Linked DNA regions of Oryctolagus cuniculus: region 1 is linked to region 2. Evidence: chromatin contacts called from public Micro-C data. All regions are on one chromosome and are shown on one strand. The core of a region is the stretch at or near the end of the contact, and the rest is flanking DNA. Distances in the headings are between cores, read along the strand shown. Region 1 holds the start of POFUT2 (protein O-fucosyltransferase 2). Region 2 overlaps COL18A1 (collagen type XVIII alpha 1 chain).

Region 1 (5,499 bases), core at 1,157-3,656, 100 kb after region 2:
CAGGAGCTGGATTGGAAGTGGAGTAGCCAGGACCTGAACAGGCGCTCGTGTAGGCCTCGGTGAGGGCCCCGCCCCTCGCAGGAAGTCTGAAACCAGAATCAGAAACTCCCCGCCCTGGCACCGCCCCGTGCATGTCCAGGGACAAGGCCAGGGTTTTGCTGTGGGCACCTGTGACAAGCAGGGGGTCCAGGAACTCAGGACTCAGGGTCCTGGGGTGGTCTCCCAGATGGACCAGCAAGGCCGCCTGTCCTCTGGCTGGGCGCCACCACCCAACCTCTGAGTGCCAGGCGAGGCCCTGGGGCCAACAGGGTCAAAGTATGACCTTGGTCAGTCCCACAGTTGCACCTGCTAGGCCGCAGCCCCCGCCCCCCTCCTCAGGTCAGGCTCCCGAGGGGCCTCTCAGAGCCCCCAGCACTGCAGAGGCCCAAGGCCTGATCTCAGGGTTCGCTGTGGACAAGGGACCGGCTTGGTGGCCTCACCAGGCCTCCGCTGCCCGGCTCAGCAGCGCCCCCGTGTGCCGCGGTGGGGTGGAACTTTCCGTATTCCGTGCAGACCCAGCTGGAGGCCGGCTTCCAGGGCAGTGTTCTCCTGCCCTCCTGTGGCGGCCCTGTGGCCAGTGGCCTCGCTGTCCAGGAAGGAGTTCTGGTCTGGGGACAGGCCCTGGTGCCCACGCCTCCAGTTAGGAGGCTAAAGATTACTCACAAAATCGGCCCCAGGCTGTTCATCCGGGGCTCTACACCAAACTCCTAGGGCCTGAATGAAGAGGGAGTGGGGGTGGGGACAGAAGAGAGCCCCCCCCATGTGCACCCAGCTGTCCTCGGGAGAAACCCAGGTGCGGGGGCCCCAGCAGGCAGGGGAGAGCTCCCGCGGTCTGAGCCAGGCTGGGCCTCGTCCGTGGCCGATCACAGGTCTTCTGTGGGTCTTGTGCCCGCTCTGCCAGGCACCCCGGGTCCTGGGGGCCCAGCAGCCCTCCTCCATGAGGTGCTTACAACAGGGTGTTCAGCTGGAGCCGTGGGGGACCAGGGACAGGGCTGGGCACTCGAGCGGCCTGGGGGCGCCCCCTCTGGTTTTGTTGCCTTTGTTGTGCTCTGACTTCTGGTTTGGGGTGTTTCGTGGGTCTTTTTTATTGGTTTTTCATTTGTACTTACTTGAAAGAGAGAGAGGAAGAGACGAGAGATTCTCTGCTGGTTCACCCCCCCACCCCCCCACCCCCGACGGCTGCATTGGCCGGGACTGGGTCAGGCAAAGTCTGGGGCTGGAACCTCCGTCCAGGTTTGAGTGGCAGGAGCCCAGGGACTTGAGCCATCACCTGCTGCCTCCCAGGGACGTCAACCCAAGCTCCCCGAAACGGCACGCGCCCCGACCGCTGCACCTGACGCCCACCCCTCGCCTCTCCTTTTAAAACTGGCTTGGGCCCAAACCAGTGCCAGGGTGACAGAAACGTGTCCACAGCAGCTCTCATAAACTCGGGGTGAGTAAGCGGCCACGTCGTGTGGGGTGCCATCCCGCAGAGGGCTCCGGGCCGGGCTGCGCCCCCAGGACATCCCATCCCGAGCAGCTGAGGGACGCGTGGCCCCTTCTGTGCCTACAGCCCAGCAGCTCGGGGGTGTTTCCTCAGCCAGTGGCCGCCCTCCCCCAGTGCGAAGGGGGTGGGTTTTGCCCTCCTTGAAAGACAGGCAGCCCCCTGTGGTTGCACCCCTACCGAGACATCCCGGACCCCCACCCCACCCCACCCCGGGCCGTGTGGCCTCTCCAGGCCAGGGAGCAGGTGTGCAGGCTGGGCCCAGTGTCTCCCCTCCACCCACCCCATGCACAGTGAAGCCCTGGGTGGCCGAAGGGCAGAGGGCCTGGACCCCGGGGACCCTGGGCACCAAGCGTCCTGCTGCACGGGTCCAGGTGAGGATCCAACGCGCCAGGCGGATGGCCAAGCCCCGGCCGGGTCCCCGGCCCACACGGAGACCCCCTGAGCAGCAGCTGGCCGCAGACAGGGCTCCCCAGACACCCGTGCCGCGGTGCTCTCGGGTAAATGCGAATCGCGGGGGTTCCCGCGTGCCGGCGGAGAGGCCGGGGCGGAGGCGGCCCGCATTCCCCACCCGCCAGGACCCAGGCCCGGGACCCCCGCAGGTGTGTGGGCTGCTGACCAAGACCGGCCCCGCCCCCGAGTCAAAGTCCTTAAACTCTGCATAAACTATGCCAGGCCCCGCGGCAGACACGCCGGGGCCGAACGCCTCCGTCTCCCCTATCGCGATGCTGCGGCCGCGCGCGTGGGAGCCCCAACTCGGCGGTGCGCGACGGCCGGCAGCGCACCAGGCGCTAGGCGCACGCGCGGCCCGGGGCGCGCGCCGTTACCCCGGTTACAGGCGACGCGCCCTCGGAGGCGGGCTCGGCGCGCGCTTCCGGGGCGGGGCGCGGCGGCCGGAAGTGCGTGGCCGCCGGGGCCATGGCGGCGCTCGGCGTCGTCTGCTTGCTGCTGGGGGCGGCGTTGTGGCCGCCCGTCTCGGCTTCGGGCGAGGAGTTCTGGCCGGGCCAGTCGGCGGCCGACATCCTGTCGGGAGCGGCGTCCCGCCGACGGTAAGCGCGCGTGCCGCCCACGCCCGCGGGGAGGGGGAGCCGGGGTCGAGGCGGGGTCCCGAGCGAGCGGGTCGGGATGTCCCGAGTGGGCGGGGCCGGGGGCGGGGCCAGGGGCGGGGCCTGGGCGGGGCGCGTCGAGCCCCGCGTGGGGATGCGGGTGCTGGCGCCGGCGGCCGGGCGTCTTCCCGCGGCGGGCAGCCGAGCAGCCCGGGAGAGCCGACCCGGCCGGGCGCTGCGCCTTCGCCCGGGCTCTCCCGGCCGGCTTTCGCCCGTCGCAGTCCCAGGGGAGAGCTGCGGGACCCGCGGAGGTCGCCGCCCTCAGCTGCCGTGTCTGTTCTGAGTTGTTTACCGGCTTCCCCTCCGAAAGACGTGACCTCTGAAGCCGCACGGAATACCAGAATCTTTATTTCTTTTAAAGATTTTACTTATCTGAAAGGCAGAATTAATGAAAGACAAAGCTTGTCCATCCTCTGGTTCATTCCCCAAATGACCGCAGTGGCCAGGGCTGGGCCAGGCCAAAGCCTGGAGCCAGGAGCTTCTTCCAGGTCTCCTGTGTGGGTGCAGGGGCCCAAGGACCTGGGCTGTTTCCTACAGCTTTCCCAGGCCACAGCAGAGAGCTGGACCAGAAGTGGAGCAGCCGGGACTTGAACTGGTGCCCACATGGGATGCTGGGGCTGCGCCACAGCACCGGCCCCCAGGTTCTTTTTCAGAGTTAGCCGACTTGAGGGACACAGATTCTCCATTTCCTGGTTCATTCCCCGAATGCTGGCAGTGGCTGGACCAGGTGAAGAAGCTGGGAGCCGGGCACTTGTCTGGGTCTCCCCTGCGGGTGCAGGGCCGGGGTCTTCTGCCCTCGCCCGCTGCCTGCAGTTGTGTGCCCAGGCGGGAAGCTGGAGTCGGGAGTGGGGCCAGGACTTGAACCCAGGCCCTGCAGTGCGGGGTGCGGCTTCACCGCCGGGCAGCTGCCGGCCTCTGGGGGGGTTGTGGACATGTGACGGTTTGGTTTTGTGAGCTCAGTTCCGGTGAGCGTCTCCTGGGAGACGGATTCAGCTGCTGCCCAGCAGCCCCGTGGCCTCTCAGTAACCGCCCTGCACAGGCCAAGCCCCGGGCACTGACCCTGGTCTCAGCTGCTGGTGTCGGAGGCCGTGCTGGGTCGTGGGCGGCAGGGGCAGAGTCGGCGGTACAGAGACCCGGAGCCGGCCGCTCGGAGGCCGTGCTGGGTGCCCTGGGGCTGTGCTGGGGCTGGGTGGTGGGCGGCAGGGCACAGCCGGCGGTGCAGACGCGGAGCCGGGCCGCCCTGGGCAGAGGCTCAGCCCGCCACGCGCGCTCCCGCCGTCAGGTACCTGCTGTACGACGTGAACCCCCCGGAAGGCTTCAACCTGCGCAGGGACGTCTACATCCGCGTGGCGTCGCTGCTGAAGACGCTGCTGAAGACCGAGGACTGGGTGCTGGTGCTGCCGCCCTGGGGCCGCCTCTACCACTGGCAGAGCCCCGACATCCGCCAGGTCCGCATTCCCTGGTCCGAGTTCTTTGACCTTCCGAGTCTCAACAGGAACATCCCGGTGATCGAGTACGAGCAGTTCATTGCAGGTGAGGCGGAGGCGCGGGGCCGCGGGGGCGCGGGGCGCGGGGGCGCGGGGCCGCGGGGCCGCGGGGGCGCGGGGCGCGGGGGCGCGGGGGCGCGGGGCCGCGGGGGCGCGGGGCGCGGGGGCACGGGGCGCGGGGGCGCGGGGCGCGGGGGCGCGGGGGCGCGGGGCGCGGGGGCGCGGGGCCGCGGGGGCGCGGGGGCGCGGGGGCGCGGGCCGCGGGGCCGCGGGGCCGCGGGGGCGCGGGGGCGCGGGGCCGGGCTGAGCGTCTGCAGTGGACCTCGGCCAGCACCCTTCCCCCACCCCGGCCCGCTGCAGCGCTTGCTCTGGGCCCCGGCCCCGGTGACCGCTGCCTGGGCTCTAGGGAGGTGGCTGGGAGGCCTGCGAGCTCTGTGCCCGTGGCTGCCTGACATGGGCCACGCACAGCTCCGGTAGGAGCGTGGCCTGCCCCAGGGCCGTCTGGTGGCCCCCACGCTGTGTGCAGACGGTGTCTCCCACCCTGTAGCACGTCTCATCAACTTCCTGGCGTGAAATTCTCCCATTTTAATTTCTTTTAGGGAAGAAACAAAGGTTTTTTAGATGAGAGGAGCTTAGAGGTCCTGTTGTTCTGTTGGGAAGATGTAAGTTTAAGTCGGTGGCCCTGCCGTGCGGTGCACCTGCGGGGCCCGGCGGCCCGCGGGCTGGAGTCGGGGCCGTGGTCGTGCTGCTCCTGCGTCCTGCCATTCTCGGTGATGCTCGGGCCCCAGTCTGGAACTAGGAAGCCCCCCTTGGGGTGTGTCCACCCCTTACTCTGAGCTGCAGGTGCATAGCCTGGGAGACAGCCTCCTCCGTCTGCCCGCCCACAGGCCAGGGAGCCCGAGACACTGTCCTCACCTCCGGGCCCCAGGATTTCCTGCTCATGGGAAGCAGGGGTGGGGCTGCCCTTCTCCGTGTGTGGGGGCCTGGAGTGGCAAGGGCCTCCTCTGGTGCTGACCAAGCCCCTGAGCTGCCTCCGTGGCCCCTGCATCCCCTGCCCACCAGCTGTATCCCACCTGTGAGGGGCAGGGAGTGGCCGGCTGTCTGGGTGGGGCTGCCCAGGGCCTCTGCAGGTGGAGCGGGGCAGGGCACGAGGCGTGTGCAGCGTCCACCCTGCCTGGTGTCAGACGGGCACCTCTGTGGCCGTGACCCCCTAAGGTGTGAGCTCTGGACGCTGAGTGCAGGGACGGTGGGCGCTCCCCTGCTGGAGTCCTGGGGGTCTGTTCAGTGCACCTCTGCCCAGATGGATACTGAGAGCCCGGGTGTGCGACAGTCCTGCTGGGGTGGACGGAGGAGCGGGCAAAGAGGACACAGCCCCTGCTCCCCC
Region 2 (5,772 bases), core at 223-2,722:
TGGGCCACTCTCCAAATGCCCACCACGGCCAGAGCGGGGCCAGCGCCGAAGCCGAGAGCCGGGAAACCAAGCCAGGTCTCTCGGGGTGGTGTCGCCGCTGCCTTCCTGGGTGTGCGTGAGTAGGAAGCCGGAGCCGGAGCCGGAGCCGGAGTCGGGAACTGACAGCCCTGGGCTGTGAGAGGCGGGGGCTGAGGGTCTGTGGTCTTCCACACCAAGCAGGAACACGGGGTCACCTCTGCCGCCTTTCAAGGCGGTCACCAGCGCTTTCCAAGACACACATTTGCTAATGGCTGACCACGTCACAGGGTCACTCCCAGATCTCGGGTGTGCACACCGAGAGCCTCTCATCCTGGCCCCTCCTCAGAGATGCTCGTGTGTGTGTCTGTGTGAGCCCCATGCGTGTACATGTGCTTCCCGTGTGAGCCCCGTGTGTCCCATGTGCATCTCATGTATGCCCTGTGTGCATCTCGTGTGCATCCATGTGCATCCTGTGTGTCCATGTGTCCCTGTGCATCCATGCGTGTGCCCCGTGTGTACCTTGTGTGCTTCCCATGTATGTCCGTGTGCCCTGTGTGTGCCCCGTGTGTCCCATGGGTGCCCTGTGTGTGCCCCTCATGCACCCTGTGTACATCCGTGTGTGTCTCATGTGCATCTCGTGTGTACCCCATGTCTGTGTGCCCCAGGTGTATCTGTGTGTTCCCCGTGTGTACCTTATGTACATCCCATGTATGTCCATGTGCCCTGTGTGTGCCTCGTGTGTCCCATGTGTGCCCTGTGTGTGCCCCTCATGTACCCTGTGTACATCCGTGTGTGTCTCATGTGCATCTCGTGTGTACCCCGTGTCTGTGTGCCCCATGTGCATCCATGTGTGTTCCCTGTATGTACCTTGTGTGCATCCCATGTGTGTCCATGTGCCCTGTGTGTGCCCCTCATGCACCCTCTGTACATCCGTGTGTGTCTCATGTGCATCCTGTGTGCACCTCTTGTGTACTCCGTGTGTGTCCGTGTGCCCCATGTGCATCCGTGTGTGTGCCCTGTGTGCACTTTGTGTGCGTCCCATGTATGTCCGTGTGCCCTGTGTGTGCCCCATGTGTCCCATGTGTGCCCCATGTGTGTCCTGTGTGTGCCCCACATGCACCCTGTGTACACTCGTGTGCCCCATGTGCATCTGTGTGTGTGTCCCGTGTGTACCTTGTGTGCGTCCCATGTATGTCCATGTGCTTTGTGTGTCCCATGTGTGCCCCATGTGTGTCCTGTGTGTGCCCCACACATGCACCCTGTGTATAGCCCTGTGTGCCTCATGTGCATCCCGTGTGCCATGGGTGTCCCATGTATGTCTGTGTGTGCCTCATGTGTGCCCCGTGTGTGCCCCTTGTGCATCCGGTGTGTGTCCCGTGCCCGCGGCTGACACTGAGCGCTCCCTCCCACGAGGCTCTGAGTCACATCCCACAGGCAGTGAGTGCCCACCGCACGGCCGGCTCCCAACACGCACACCTCACGGGCAAGACGACGCACGTTCAGTCAGCGGATGCATGCCGAGCTCCTGCGGGGAGCCGGAGCTGCATCAGGGGAGGCAGGACAGGGACAGGGCTCTGGCGCCCACAGAGTGGACACCGAGGGGAGACCAGGCAGGCAGCAGCCGGGCCAGGACCCAGCAGGCCGTGGCGAAGAATGCAGAGGGGACTGGCACATTCCCGTGTGCTGACGCGGCCACCGCTGGAGGCCAGCAGGGCGGGGCATGGGCAGCAGGGGGACGGCCCACGCGGCTACGGCTGTGCGCGATGACTCACTGCCGCCGGTGGCTCAGCTGCCCCTCCAGGAATACGGCGGCGTGGCCAGGCACACAGCCGGCGCCTCTTTCAAGTGAGAGCTACAGAGCCAGGAAACACACCGGGCAGCACCTTCACCAGGGCTCACAGTGGGGACGACGCGCCGGGGCCCACAGACACCCCAGCCCCGGGACCCGACGGCGACGAGCTGGGCAGTAACGGCCCAGTGGGTTTTTCAAGGTTTAAGGGTTGCTTATTAACTGGATTTTTAATGGAAGGCTCGAGGGCCAGCTCAGACCGCCAGGTTCTCACGGTGGGAGGGGAGGCGACGGGAGGGGCTGCCCCTGAGTGGTGGGGGTCACCGCTCCCCAGACGGGCACAAGGGAGGGGCCAGGGCAGGGCCGGGGGGCAGCGCTCCCGGGACCAGAGTGTCCTGGCTGGAAGGGGTCAGGGGCCTCTGGTCACTGCTGATTCACACAGAGCCCTGGCCAAGGAGGGGGCGGGGCTTCGGGTCATGCCCCCGCGACCCTCCATGGGGAGCAGGTGCCCCGCCCCTTGCCTGGGCCCCTAGCCGCGCTGGGCCAGAGCTCTGCACCGCAGACTCAGTGTCTGCTGCTGGCCCTGGAAACGGGGCGGCATCGGGGACCCCGGGGTGGGGACCACCCCTCTGTCGGCTGTCTTGTTTGGAGAGAGGAGGAGGAAGCATAGGGACTCACACCGCCCCTGCCGCCTGGAAGACGGGGGCGTACAACACCCACTCTCGTTTCCAGCCGTAAACCCCACAGGCCCGCTCCCACGCCCCCACCTGCCTCGAGCCGGCTCCCGGCTTCCCGGGTGCACCGGCTGCGGGCCTGGCCGGTTTCCTCGGAGGGTTTTCTGTTTATTCACGGTCTGAGCTCTCACAAGCTGAGGACGTCTGTCTGCAGCTGTCATCTAATAAAGCAGCTTCAGGCTCCCAGGCCCTGCGCCTGGGCCACCACCCGCCCCGCCAAGCGGCCAGGAGCCAGGGTCAGGGACCGGGAGGGTGAGCTGGGGCCAGGACAGTCGTGCGCCCAGTGGTAGTGCCAGGCCACGTGCCGCCCGCCCGGTGTCGCCAGCACAGCCCGGGGGTCCAGCCGCGCCCCACCAGCCCCTGGCTCTGGCCACCGGCACAGGGCCGCAGCTCCGCCCAGGGCCTCAGGAAGTCGTTCAGACGAGCCCTTCAGTCCAGAGCCAGACGCTAATGCACTTAACAGGACGGTGCTGAGCCCGCGGGGGCGGCCGCTTCGGTGTTCCGAGTTCCACCCAAACGCCAGGCAGGAGGACACGGCTCCCTGGCAGCCCGGGGCCCTGCTTCCTTCACACGTCCCGTCCAGATCAGCTCCCCGGCGGCCAGAGCCAATCAGACAGACCTGTCAGACCTGGGCCACCGCCAGGGGGAGCCACAGACCCCTTCGCCATGTCCTTCACTGGGAAGGGGCGTAACCAAGGCCAGCAAGTCTTTCTCCCCTGGCACCCAGAGCCACCTGCCACTAAGGGCCCCATGGAGGCCAACCCGGGGTGACACGGGACCCCCAGCCACAGCCGCCTGAGACTCCATCCGCCGGGAGCACCCAGCTCTGCCGGATCCACCCCAGCCTGGCTGCTGCACCCTCCCGGGGCTCCTGAGAGACTGCCCTGCCCCTCCCCCAGGCCACCACGGATGCCACGGTGGGTGCTGAGACACGGACCCTAGAACTGAAAGGTCCAGGGCCCTTGGCACATCCAGGGTAGGAAATGGCCCGTGTTATCACTCCCTGTGCGGCTGCGGGAAAAGGGGTCCACGTCCCACCCACGATCAACCCGAGATCAGGCGGTCACCGCGGAGGGCTGGGGGCAGCAGGCGGATCTACAGGCTGCCCGGCAGCTGCCCTGCAGCAGGCTCCGCGGCCTGGGCGGGCAGTGGCCGACGCGCTCCTGGGTTCTGAACTCGGGCAGGCAGGACGCGGAACTCCCCCCGGGGCCTGCAGGGGGAGCGCCGCCTGCACCTCGAGCTTAGCCAGGGAGGCCTTGCCGACTCCACGCGGCAGAGCTGGAGAACAAATGTGTGCTGTTTGGTGCCGTTTAGAATGCGTGTTTATTTATCTACTTGGAAACAGAGATTTCACTCATCTGCTGGCTCACTCCCCAGTGCCCACGACAGCTGGGGCTGGAGCTTAGAACTCCATCCGGGTCGCCCGTGGGGGCGCAGGGACCCAAGCGCATGATCCATCACCTGCTGCCTCCCAGGGTGCATCGGCAAGAAGCCGGACTACAGGCCGAGGAGCCAGGACTCAACCGGCACTCCCACACGGGACACGCATGCCCCAGCAGCAGCGCAACCCACTGGGCTACGATGCCTGCCCCAGAGGAGTGCTGTTCAAGCCACTAAGTGTGTGGTCACTTGTCACGACAGCCACTGCGTGTCCACGGCTGCCCCACTCCGTCACCAGCCTCCTGTGGGCAGGGCTGGGCCGTCGCCCCCGTCCTGCTGTGCCTGTTGGCTCCTTTTTCCTCTCCACGGTGCCGACACCCACACTCATCCTGTCTTCCCGCCACAGGCCCCACGGACCTGAACGATGGCCACGCGCTTCTCACGTGGGGCCTCGGGCAGCGGGCAGGGACGTGGCCCTGCCCCCATCAGTCAGAGAGCAGACATTTCTATAAACTACAGTCGGAGGCCAGGCCAGCAGCTGCACACACCCCACAGAGCAGCCGTCACATCCTGCTCATCCCCGGGCAGCCACACCCAGCGGGTGCCTGCGCGTCCTCCCACAGCAGACAAACCCGCCAAGGCCACTTAGCAAGCAAATCACTCCCTCTGGGAGAACTAGGGCCTGTGCCCCCACGCAGGGGGCTCAGCGCTGTGTCCTCGCCCCACCCAGAGCCACGCCCCAGCGTCCCAGGGAACCAGGAATGCGATGCGTGGCCAGGTGCAAACCCCAAGATCCCACCCCACAGGGGTGACTGCCTGGGCCAGCAGCCCACAGCCCACGGGGAGGCAGGGAGGACAAGGGGACACATAGCGTCCCCTGCACCAGAACCAGCCAGGCGGGCACCCAGCCCTGCCCTGCACTGGGAGAGTGCAAGAAAGAGTGCATGTGTGCGAGTGTGGGAGTGCATACTCGTGGGAGTACACACGTGTAAGCGTGCACTCTATGCATGCACATGCACTACGTGTGCACATGTGAGTGTAAATGTGCCTTGTAAGTGTGTGCTGTGTGAGTGTGCATGAGTGGGTGTGTACATGAGCGTGCACTGTGTGTACACATGAGTGTGCCTGTGTAAGTGTGTGCTGTGTGAGCGCACACTGTGTGTACACGTGAGTGTGCACGAGTGTACCTGTGTGTGTGCTGTGTGTGCGTGAGTACATGAGCGTGCACTGTGTGTACACATGAATGTGCACGAGTGTGCCTGTGTAAGTGTGTACTGTGTGTACACGTGAGTGTGTGCGTGTGAGTGCGAATGTGCCTTGTAAGTGTGTGCTCTGTGGGTGTGCATGAGTGGGTGTGTACATGAGCGTGCACTGTGTGTACTCGAGTGTGCACGAGTGTGCCTGTGTGTGTGCTTTGTGAGTGTGCATGAGTACATGAGCGTGCACTGTGTGTACACATGAGTGTGCACGAGTGTGCCTGTGTAAGTGTGTGCTGTGTGAGCGCGCACTGTGTGTACACATGAGTGTGCGCGTGAGTGCGAGTGTGCCTGTGCACGTACATGCTGTGTGAGTGTGCATGCATTTGAGTGGGGGTGCACATGAGCGTGCACTGTGTACACGTGTGAATGTGAACATATGTGAGTGAGCATGCACTGAGTGCAGCATACACGTTGAGGCCGCCCAGTGGGGCTGGGGTCTGTGGGCCCCACTGGACGGCCTCGCACGTGACAATGCCAGGGCGTGCGTGACACACACACTGCCCACCTCCAGGGCTCGGGCTCGAGCTTTGTGCCAGATCGGAGGCGCTCTTCCTGGACCCAGTTGGAAACGGGAATCCCAGAGAGCTCCCAA

Evidence for each region. Hi-C and Micro-C count contacts between places; a contact is called where the count stands out from the background.
Region 1: a contact with region 2 is called in a Micro-C map of ear pinna, with 18 times the contacts expected there. The contact joins the promoter of POFUT2 here to the enhancer-like site in region 2. A contact is called at or near these places in 2 of 6 Hi-C or Micro-C datasets (ear pinna and an unstated tissue).

Annotation. Positions count from the first base shown.
Region 1 is chr4:1,407,315-1,412,813 of mOryCun1.1, forward strand. It overlaps POFUT2 (protein O-fucosyltransferase 2), which reads left to right and starts at 2,407. Exons shown (of 9, transcript XM_051839972.2): 1 at 2,407-2,571; 2 at 3,911-4,161. The coding sequence starts at 2,441.
Region 2 is chr4:1,303,784-1,309,555 of mOryCun1.1, forward strand. All of the region lies in intron 1 of COL18A1 (collagen type XVIII alpha 1 chain), which reads right to left. Among named protein-coding and RNA genes, the nearest start is that of COL18A1, 21 kb to the right of the region's middle. Within about 2 kb of position 1,473, at least 3 of the 8 cell types and tissues checked have an H3K27ac peak or open chromatin away from gene starts, as enhancers often do. A contact at or near this core is called in ear pinna, where this site is marked.